Linked DNA regions of Mus musculus: region 2 is linked to region 1. The links are chromatin contacts, called in public promoter capture Hi-C maps. All regions are on one chromosome and are shown on one strand. Each heading gives the region's core, a stretch centred on a gene start, on an enhancer-like site or on the middle of the called end of the contact. The rest is flanking DNA. Distances are from core to core; before and after follow the strand shown.

Region 1 (5,296 bases), core at 915-3,414:
AAATCCACCTGCCTCTGCCTCTGACTGCTGGGAATAAAGGCCTACACCACCACCATTCACTTTTTTTTTTAATTAATTTATTCTATTCTATGTGTATGTTTGCATATGTGACTATATACCACATGTATATCTTCAGAGATCAGAAGAAAGCATTAGATCCTCTGGGGCTGGAGGTAGGGATGGTTGTAAACCATCCTACTGGGAATTGAACCTGGGTCCTCTCTAAGAACAAACAAGTGCTCTTAACCACTGAGCCAGCTTTCCAGTCTTCGGTGTAACTTCTTTTGAATTAAATGTTTATGATTTTGCAGGTGTGTGTCCATGATATCTGTGGGCACACACACACCATTGGAGGTCGGAGGACAACCTTATGGTTCTCTCCTGCTTCTATTATGTGGGTTCCTGGGATCAAACTCTGATCTCTAGGCTTCTACAGCAAGTGCCTTTACTGTGAGCCATCTACCTAGCCCTAGATAAGAACTTTTTTTGACAGGGACTGACTGTATAGCTCTGGCTATCTTGGATGGCCTCAAACTTACAGAGATCCACTCACATTTGCCTCCTGAGTGCTGGGATTAAGACATTTGCTACATAGCCTGTCACAACTTTTTTCTTTCCTTTTGTTGTTGTTGTTGTTGTTTTTCGAGATAGGGTTTCTCTGTGTAGACCTGGCTATCCTGGAACTCACTCTGTAGACCAGGCTGGCCTCAAACTCAGAAAGCCACCTGCCTCTGCCTCCCAAGTGCTGGGATTAAAGGCATGTGCTATCACTGCCCTGCGACTTTTTTCTTATAATTATTTATTTTAATTTTATGGGGTTGGGTGGGTAGGTATGGGTGTGCATGAGTACGGATGCCCTCAGAGGCCAGAAGAGGGCATGGGATCCCCTGGAACTGGAGTTACAGTTGGTTATGAGCTGCCTGGTGTCTGTGCAAGGAGCTCAACTCAGGTCTAGTGCAAGGGCAGGGAATGAATGCTCTTTCCTGCTGTGTCATCCCTCCACACTCCCAGATTTCCTCTAGAAGGACTGTGCGAGGTCAGGATAATGAGATTAGAGCCCATCATGTCAGCCATCTCACAGTTGGCCGGGCCTTGAGCCTGTGTGAGGTGGGTGACACTCAGCGAGGATGCTCAGCGAGTCAGAGTGAGGGCTGCTCTTGGAAGCACAGCCCCTGTGGACTGGAACACAGCCGTGTGGCAGTGCAGTGCAACACATAGCTGGGAACGATGAACGCACCTCGGTCCTCCCGACCACCCTTTGCCTCCCCTTCTTCCCACTTCAACCTCCAAAAGGGTGGGGTCGTGTCAGATGTCTTAGGCTGCTAATCTGTGCCTTTTCTGCCTTGTGTCAGCAGAGCTCATGTTCTCAGTGGACATCTCCAGTGAGGATAGGTATGGGGTGTCTAGCTTAGCCTGCCCACAGCCTAGACCCTGAGAACAAGGCTGTCTCCTTAGGGATCTCTCAGGTGGCCTCATCTTCAGAAGGGAGGCTAGGCAGTGGTCCAGGCTTGGTTGCCTGGCCCGGGGAATGGCCTCTGGGTTTGAGTGCCAGATGTTGAGGTCAGGGTATGGGGGTTGGTCTACATCTCTGGTTCTTACACACCAGGAGGAGTTTCTGTAGGCTCAGGACCCCTGGTGTGTCGGAGGGGAGCTGGCTTGGTGGGCAGTTCTGAGTGAGCTGGCTTGGGTGTTACCCTTGGCTCAGCCTGCTCCCTGGGGTTGGAAGGAAGGTGAAAGGTCCCTGGAGCTTGTCATTCCTCCCACCTTGCAGCCCCTCTTCCTGTCTCTCTAACAGATAGCCCCTCATCTCTCTTCCTTTGTCTATTCCAGGCCAAAGTGAAAGAGTTTGGAATTGACCCTCAAAACATGTTCGAGTTCTGGGATGTAAGTACGGGCACCTTGTGCTGTGTGCTTGGTGTGTCCTTTGCCGAGTCTTGGCCGCTGAGCCAACAGGTCAGGTCAGCATTTATTGAGTGCTTGCTGCATGCATGTCCGTCTCCCTTTGGGAAAGGCAGAGAGGCCCTTAGGGAGGCTTGGTCTGTGGGCAAGTTCCTAGTTTACGAGGAGAAGCAATACTCCCTTGGGAGCCTTCCAGCTGCGCCCTCTGTGAGGTAACCAGAGCCACCACTGCCCTCTCGATTAGCCGAGGTGAGTTATTCTCAGTCTTGACCTTTCTCCGGGCTGCAGCTACGATCTATAAAGGCCAAAGGGCAGGGTAAGGCAGGTCCTGGGCCTGGTAGGCTGCAGGAACAGCTGGAGTGGGGCAGGGAGGAGGCAGTAGACCTGGAGGCTAGGCAGCTTGCACAGCAAGCCCCACTTCAGATGGTAGATCTGCATGCAGGTCACGCTGTAGACGACATTCCTGGGGGAGTTGAGACAGGAACCCGCCTTGCCACTGGCCTGAGCCCTGCAGACCTGTGAGGAAGGGCTGTGAGGATTTAGAGTGTAGGGCTACTGTGTGAGTGTGGCGAGTGTCCTGAGAGTGTAGTGGCTGTGGCTGGGCAGAGGCATGCTCTCTGACACATCTGGGGTACACCCGAGAAGGTGGGGCATTTTCCCACCAGCCTTTGGACTGGAGGCTCTTTTCCTGTTGGCATCATCAACCAATGGGTAACCTTGCTTTGAAAGTTCTAAAAAAAAAAGAAAAACCCTTTCTTTAAATTAGATTGATAAATAATAGTTTTCTTTAAGTGCCTAGGATCTGCACACACTAAAGAAGCACTCTACCACTGAGCTGCTCCCCGCCCCCTTTTAAAGGAGTTTTGAGGCAAAGGGTCTCTGTGTAGCCCAAGCTAACGGATAGCTCACAAGGTAGCTCAGGCTGGTCTTGAACTTGTGATCCTCTGGCCTTGGCCTCCCAAGTGCTTAGGTTACAGGCATGCACCGCCACAGTGGATCTAATCTGTGGGAGAGAATGCTGCCCCACTGTTCTGTGCCATCTGCTGTGTCTCAGTTAACTTCCTTGCAGATGTACCAGTTGCGGCCGTCCTTGGCACACATCCTGTGGCTTAGATGAGGAACCCCTGTTGGGAAACTGCGGTTTCTGACAAATGTTCCCTGCCTGGTAAAGCAGGAGGGGCCTTTCCCCTTCCTCCCTAGGCGTTGGCATCTGAGCACATGGTGGTAGGGGAGGAACAGGTACCCGCTGCTAGCCTAGGAGCCCAACAGAATGGGACGTCCATGGTAACTGCCCAGTGTACAGAAAACTGATGCGATGTGACGGAAACTTGTGTCTTGCAGGCAGGGTCAAAGAGTGATGTTTAGGTGCAGAGAAAAGGAGGGCAGGGCTGGCAGGGCTGTTAGTGGAGACCTCGGGGGTCAGGCTACACGGAACAGCCTGAGAAGGGGTGTGGGTGGGCGCCGCTGGAATGAGGGTGATGATGCATGGAGCTCAGGAGCAGGCCTGGGCTTCTGCAGTTAGTCTCTCGGGTGAGACAGATGGCAGGCAGAGGAGTGCAGCACAGCCTGAAGGGCCAGTCCTCCAGGCCAGTCCAGTAAGGTCTGTGTGTGCGCTGCGGTCTAACTTGACATGGCCTGGTGTGTCTGGCTTGTGGACCCAGCACAGGTGTGCTTCTGAGCTTAGAGTCTCTCAGGGCCAGAATGAGACTGACATTCACAAGTTTTATTTCCTCCGATGATGGAGTCTCTGAGGTGTGTGTGTGTGGGGATGGGGGTCATGGCAGAAGTCACAGGAGCTAGAATTGGGTCTGAAAAAGAGTGAGAATAGGTACTGGTGGGATCAGGAGAGTCCAGCTATGACATTAGCTAGATATGTATCTCTGTAATCTCAGGTGCTTGAGACCTTCGGATCACAAGTTCAAGGCTACCCTGGGCTATCTAGTGGGTTCTGGGCCAGCCAGAGCTATGTAGCAAGATCTTATTTTTAAACAACAACAAAATGAATAGTTCTAGCAGTTGAGATCCGAAGGGTGTGTGGAGATGCATGGCCTGGCCACGTAGGAAGAGGCTGAGTGGTCTCAAATATGCCCATGCTATGGTCTCTGGTAGCTTCTGCAGAGGGAGGACAGGCTAGGAGTGAGCTGATTGTTCAGATGAGGTGACCCCAGGCCTCAACGGCCTTGCCAGATCTTCCAAGGTGTCACAGGCTGTTCTCTGTCATCAGGTGTTTCAAGGGTGGGGTTGTGAGGAGGGCAAGAGTAGACAGGTTATTAAAAGGCGAGGCCTGGGGCAGGTGGATAGGTCGAACACAGGCAGGGTCACTTGGGGAACTATGTCATTAGGGTGCAGTTCGAGAGGTTCATGAAACATAAAGGTCGGGAGACCATGGTCTTCAGAGAGAATATGATGATAGCTAAGGCCTGAGTCACACTCCGGAAGCAGGAAACTGAAATTTGGCAAGTAGCATTTGTTCAGGCATGTGGTAGAGTCTGCCCTGATGTGTCATGGCTGAGGTCTCAGGAGCCGGGATCAGACAAAAGTGAGTGGCTGGGTCTTCCCTGAAACCAGAGGAGCCAGGTTAGGCTCCTGTAAGTAGAACATAGCACGCAGAAGGTGCAGGGGTGGGAGATGGAGCTCCCTGGCTTGGTCAGCCCCCAGCATCACAGGAAATGCGAGGGGGGCGGGGGGGGGGGAGAACTGGAGCGGAGTCTCACAGATAGGGACTGAAGTGCCATGATTGAAATCGGGCCAAAAGCGAGTGGTCAGGTGAGTCCTGAACAGTTCTGGTAGCGCACAGGTAATTGACTTGGGGGGGTCTCAAACCTGGTGGGAGTCAAGGGATGGAGAGCGGCACCTGTCCAGAAAGCAATGAAGCCAGGTCCTTACAGGTGTGTACAGTACAGCTGGCCTCCTAGGGAAGGCACAGAAGAGGTCAGACCCAGCCTCGAACCCTAAGTCTGCCGGACTTGGCTAAGTACAGTGAGAGTTTGTCAGGTAACCGCGTCTGTGCAGCCAGTAGAGAGATTGGTCGATGTGAGAGGCCTCTCTCAGATCAGTCTGGCCGAGCAAAGAAGACAGAATCAGTCTGTCAGGTGAGGCCTCAGAGACAAAGAGTTGGTCTGTGCGAGGGAATGAAGGTGAGTGGAGCAAATGTCTGAGAGAGCTAGGGGCTTGAGGTGTGGAGTGAGTGGGCGTCTCTGGGTTCCAGGTATGGTCACGCCCAGTGTGTGAAACTTCACCTGGTAAAGTTGAAGTGTGGCCAGGTACGGGAACGTGGAGGTCAGTTTCTTGGGTAAGGCTTGTGGAACCTTTGCCTGGCATGAGGTTGGATTTTTTATTTATTTATTTATTTATTTTGGCTATGTCAGTCCGGAGTGAGATTAGCAGGTGAGGATCC
Region 2 (5,296 bases), core at 1,533-4,032, 160 kb before region 1:
AACCTGCCTTAATCAGCTTCTTCCTGATTGCTGGGTTTATAGGTATTAACTACCATATCCAATAATGAAGTTATATTAAATGCTATTCAGCAGCTATAATTTTTTTCTTTTTAAACAAAATTATTGTATATAATTTCTATGCCATAAAGTTCTTTTTAAGTATAGAAAGCAGTAATCGCCACTTTTTTCTTTGCTTTTTCTTTTTTTAAGAAGGATTTATTGGCTTAAGGTGAAGTGGCACGCATCTTGTTGGTGGCAGGGGTGTATAGCTGTGACTCCTCCCACCTTGGTAAAATAGGAAGCAGAACTGGAATCTGGTCTTGCAACAGTTCCATCAACCTAAAATTTCTTTGTGTCTGGCTAGTCTTGTCCACTCTCCTTGAGCTCTACCACTACTGCGGAGCTACAGTTCCTTTGCTTTTAATCTGTAAATTATACTGATTGGTTTTCTAATTCAGAACTGTATTTTAGAAAGCTATGATTCAAATAATTACACTGGAGCCCCCAACTTACTCCAGTTTTACCTGCATGTATGTATGTACATCACAAATGTGCCTGGTGCTAAAGTCAGAAAAGTATTATTGAGTCCTCTAGAACTGTAGATATAAATGGTCACGAGTCACCATGTGCTAGGAACCTACTAGCAATAAGTGCTCTTAACCACTGAGCTATCTTTCCAGCCCTATCTAATGGATTCTTAACATGGAGTTATTGAGTGGATTTCACGGGGTCTTTGCTCCCCTGAAGTTATAAATGAATCTTGTCATGTATAACATTCAGGAAGAAAGTTGAAAGATTTTTGTAGTTTTATGAGCCACAGAGGAGTAAAACCTGTCTGTCTTCTCTATGCCTAAGAATTTGTTTAACAGAATTTTTTTCAAAAAAGGAGAGAAATTTTTTGTGAACTCTTGAGGTACCTGTCTGCTTATGTCTTATTACTATTCCTACATATGTAGTAGCTTGCCTTAACTCTCTTGTCTCTTTGTTCCACCCCCTCCCCCGGTGCTGGGAATAGATTAGGACCTCACACAAGTTAGGCAAGCATTGTACCACCAAGCTATCTCTCTAGGTGCCCCTCTTCCCATATACTTTTAAACATTGTTCCTTTTTTTTTTTCCCCCTAGCATTTACTTTTTCAAATAAATTTGGTACCATTCTGATTTTCATTTATGTGTCGAGAACATCTTATTTAGGTGTGCTTGGTAGTCTTCTCTGTCTCTCCAGCACTGGAGAAGCAGAGCCTGAAGGATCACCACAAGCTGAAGTCCAGCCAGTGGTGGATACTGTCTCAAAAAAAAAATAATAATAATCATATTCTTGGTGAGCTTTCGTGCAACTTCCTATTTGAGCTGTTGGGACTTTCAACAGTGTATTTTGTACTACACCTCCATGTTGATCCAAGGAAAATGTAGACCAGGAAAATGTTTGCTTCTTTTTTGGTTGTTGATTTTTATTGTAGTTCTCTACTTTATAGATACTTAGTTTTAAATAATTTTTGTCTGTGTAGTTCTGGCTGCCTGGGTACTTGCTGCATAATCCATTCTGTCCTTGAACTCAGAGAAATCTATCTTGTCTTCGCTGAGTGCTGGGATTAGAGTGAAAGTGCTAGTATAGCTTTGTAAGTACTTGAAGCTAGGAGACAGCATACTGAAGCTTTTTAAGAGAGTTGGCCTTCCTGCCTTTAATAAAACAGCACCTAAAATTTTGTCCCTTCTCCTTAAAAGTTAGATGTTGGCAAAACTGTTTTATTTAAAAGAAGATGATTTAGAGGTCTCAGTCTGGTCAGCTTGCCCCTTTGTTTGAGGCCTCTTTAGTACAAATGCCTTAGCACCAGGATCAATCACGTGGTAGACAGGAAGCAGATAGAGAAGAAGCAAGGAACAAAATAGTTCTTCACAGGGCATATTCTTAGGGATCTCTCCTCTGACAAGATCCTACTTGCTTTTCAGATTTCCCAATTGTGTTGTCATATTGTGACTCCATGGAGGGATTCATCCATTGTTTATGTCAGAGCCCTTAAGATCCAATCACTTCCCTAAAGCTCATCATCTGGCAGTCACTACATTTCATATTCAGCCATATTGAGATGCCTTTTGATCGACTGCATCTCTACAGTATCCAAGACCCTGTCACCTCTTACCTAGCCCACTATGTGCTATGCTAAATCGCATAAACCCTCAAGTCACATCACTCGGGGAAACTAGTCTTACTGTGATCTTTACTCTTTTGTTGCTTATCCCTCTTTTTCATTTCGTAACATGTGTATCTCTGCCCCAGGGAGTTCACCCCTTTACCCCTGAATCATCTTGGAATCTCAATTCAGATGTTGCACAGTCAAAGCTGCTCTTTGATCTTCATGTGATTTCCTTTAATCCTCATTTTTGTCATTCTGTATGAGAGGAATAGCCACTTCCAGTAGTCTTTGTGTAGAGTAGTTAAGTTAAAATTGGGGAAGGAAAGGTTCAAACCCCTACTAGTTAGTGCTCACTGTTAATCTGCTCTCTGTTGAGTTATTGTAAACCCCTGGCTTTCCTGGGTTTCTTCTGACATATTTTCAAGCTCTGTTAATTCTAATGTGTCCTCATACATAAGGGGAGTCTACAGCTGTATAAGGATTGAGTTCTAGTTTACCCATAGTTCTTGGCTTCCATGTCCAGGTCTGCTTCATTTATCATTTGAATGGCAGGTTAATGTTTTTCCTGGTATGCTATAGGGAGCCTTAAAAAGTATTCACCAATGACTTATCAGGGTCTAATTTAGGAAGTTCATACAGCATTTTGTAAAAGCTGATAGTCTGAAGTGGGAAGCTATGCTGGTGAGATCAGTTGCACTGTTTTAAGATGTTGGAGAAGAGGAAATGCAGGCTTAAAACTAGCTTTGGGCTTATGAAGCCTTTTCTTTCTCTTTTCCTACAAGACATCAGTGTCTTTGTACATAGCATATTAACTATTTATTGATCACATGAAAGATAATCTTTCTGAAAAGTTTTGCCTATTTGGCAAAAGCATGGTTAAAATCTTGATGAGTATGTATTTAGAAGACAGAATGACAATGGGGGGGGTGCTTTTGGGGGCATGGTCTCACTGTGTAACCTCCACAGACCTCAAATTTTGAATCTTGCCTCAGCTTCCAGAGTGCCTGGGTAACCATTATATCCAACCTCAAAGTTTTACCTTGTAACAAACACACCCAGGGGCATTATTGCTAAAATGTAAAACCTCAAGTGTTTTGGGTTTTTATATTTCTGTGTTGTTATTCTAGAACTTTTTATCTGTAACAGTCCAGTTATCTGTCCCGTTCTTTCTTTTTTCCTCTCTCACACACCTTCAGTATGTGTTTCCTTTATAAACAAGGAAAGAAGTTTGGAGTTTCATTGTTATTGATTTGTTGGGGTTTGTTTGTTTGTTTGTTTGTTTCTGTAATTCACCCTGGATTCTTCTGAATACAGGTTAAAGGGAGGCCTAATTGAGCTCTCTGACTTTATAGAAGGGCCTTATACTTACCCACTGTAAAAGCAAGATAATGGCAGCTTCGAGACTTGGGATATTATTCATTGTGGTGGTGATGAAGATAGATTCTGTTTTCCATTCTTCATCCTTTCATATAAAAAGGATTGAAGTGAGAACTGGAAAGATAGCCAGCCCAGTGGTTAAAAGCAAGTACAGCTTCTGCATAGGACCCAAGTCTGGTGTTTGCACTCCATATCAGGTAGTTTACAACCACCTGTAACTTCATCTCCAAGGCAACTGATGCCCCCTGCTCTTCTCCTTGGGCATTTGTACTCATATGCACATACTTATCCATAAACACATGCAAATACACATAATTCAAATGAAGCAGATCTTTTTTTAAAGGTCAAAGTCTAAACCTTTTTACTTTTATTTCTTTGCGGGGGAGGACATGTACCATGCTTTCTGCCTACTGGCATATTACTTGGCCATAAACAGCTGAAGAGCGTGTGCTGCTCAGCTAAAGCCTTCTGTATCCGTTTATTAGCATACCTGTGCCCTAGCCTCCATCTACCTTTTTGGGTCTGCTAGTGAGATTTTCTTTAAAGGGGGGGTGGGCAAAGGATATGCTTTTAATGCTTACTACCTGAGCATTCTACCCTTGTTCTTACAGTTTAGACTAAGTCTATCCAGATGATTGTCATTTTTGAGACTAGGCCTCCACTGTATCTAAGGCTGCTCCCCTGAACATAGATTAAAGGAATATGGAGTATACCACCATGCATGGTTGTTTAGGTGTTTGGTGTGGTTTGGTTTTGTTGTTGTTGATGTTTTGTTCTTCTAAGTCGTCTAAGATAGGGTCTCATTATAATCCTGGCCAACCTGGAATTTATAGGCAATCCTTCTGCCTCAGCCTCCCAACTGCTGGGATTATAGGCAAGAGCTGGTGCTTATTTTAGTGTTTTGGGGGTGTGTGTGTGTTTTTTTGTTTTGAGCTTCCCTTTGACTTTCATCTCTTTACATTTTAGAGAAGGGTATTCTGCAAACCTAATAATGATGCTATAGTCTTTCTTGAAACATCCTCATACGTATTAGGAATTTTTAGAATAAGGAAACAAGACATTATTAAACTGAAATAACATTCATTCTCAATATAGCTGTGGATCACTTTTATGAAAAATTAACTGCAGATCCATCTCTGACCTCCATACACTCTTGCCATGAACAGTGTGTGATCTTTCAAGCTTTCTTATTTGGAACATCACATGGATGCTGACATTTTCAGTAGTTTCTAAGATAGTAATCATAAAACTAGTATAAGAGACTTGGGAGTAGCTTTCAAATGCAGATTCTGAATACTATTCTCAGAGAGTAATTTAATGGAGTTCTTCATTTATACCTAGCTTACTTTATTGCATGTAAAACACAGTTTAACTTTGATTAATTCCATCTTCAGTGTTAAATACTGAGAGTTAATTGAGCACAGCTATTTTAGGTAACAGTCATTTTAATCTTGCCCGTGGAAACTCAGCTTCTGGAAGACTTACTGTTCACAAAGGCAAATGTTACCTTCACTGGTTTCTTCTTGCCTTAAAACTTAAACTTTGAGTTTTATATACTAGAAAATTGTTGCCACCCCTCCCCGCAAGAACTATGATGTAAATGATCAGATCTTTATTTTGCTAAATGAAAACACTAAAAATAAATAGCAATGAAAAAAAGGACATTTTCATACCTTACCACAAACAGCCACCAAAAATAGAAGTAAAATGTGAGAACACAACCTCATGACACTAGACTTTTAAGTGAAATACATGCTGATTTGATTGAGCAAAATGTGTTCTATT

Evidence for each region. Capture Hi-C pulls out chosen DNA fragments and counts their contacts.
Region 2: a contact with region 1 is called in a promoter capture Hi-C map of liver. The contact joins two enhancer-like sites. A contact is called at or near these places in 12 of 39 promoter capture datasets (the C10 cell line, the HPC-7 cell line, cranial neural crest and 8 more), 2 of 484 Hi-C or Micro-C datasets (CD8 T cells and the G1E-ER4 cell line), 13 of 115 datasets of contacts at active chromatin or transcription factors (the 230-238 cell line, CD8 T cells, the SCID.adh cell line and 7 more) and 3 of 9 other capture datasets (adipose tissue, liver and pancreatic islet).

Annotation. Positions count from the first base shown.
Region 1 is chr7:34,212,544-34,217,839 of GRCm38.p6, reverse strand. It overlaps Gpi1 (glucose-6-phosphate isomerase 1), which reads left to right. Exons shown (of 18, transcript NM_008155.4): 9 at 1,831-1,884. Among named protein-coding and RNA genes, the nearest start is that of Gpi1, 15 kb to the left of the region's middle. Within about 2 kb of position 2,164, at least 48 of the 459 cell types and tissues checked have an H3K27ac peak or open chromatin away from gene starts, as enhancers often do. A contact at or near this core is called in bone marrow-derived macrophages and liver, where this site is marked.
Region 2 is chr7:34,375,522-34,380,817 of GRCm38.p6, reverse strand. The region is part of intron 1 of Lsm14a (LSM14A mRNA processing body assembly factor); the gene reads left to right. Among named protein-coding and RNA genes, the nearest start is that of Gm12764, 10 kb to the left of the region's middle. Within about 2 kb of position 2,782, at least 14 of the 459 cell types and tissues checked have an H3K27ac peak or open chromatin away from gene starts, as enhancers often do. A contact at or near this core is called in bone marrow-derived macrophages and liver, where this site is marked.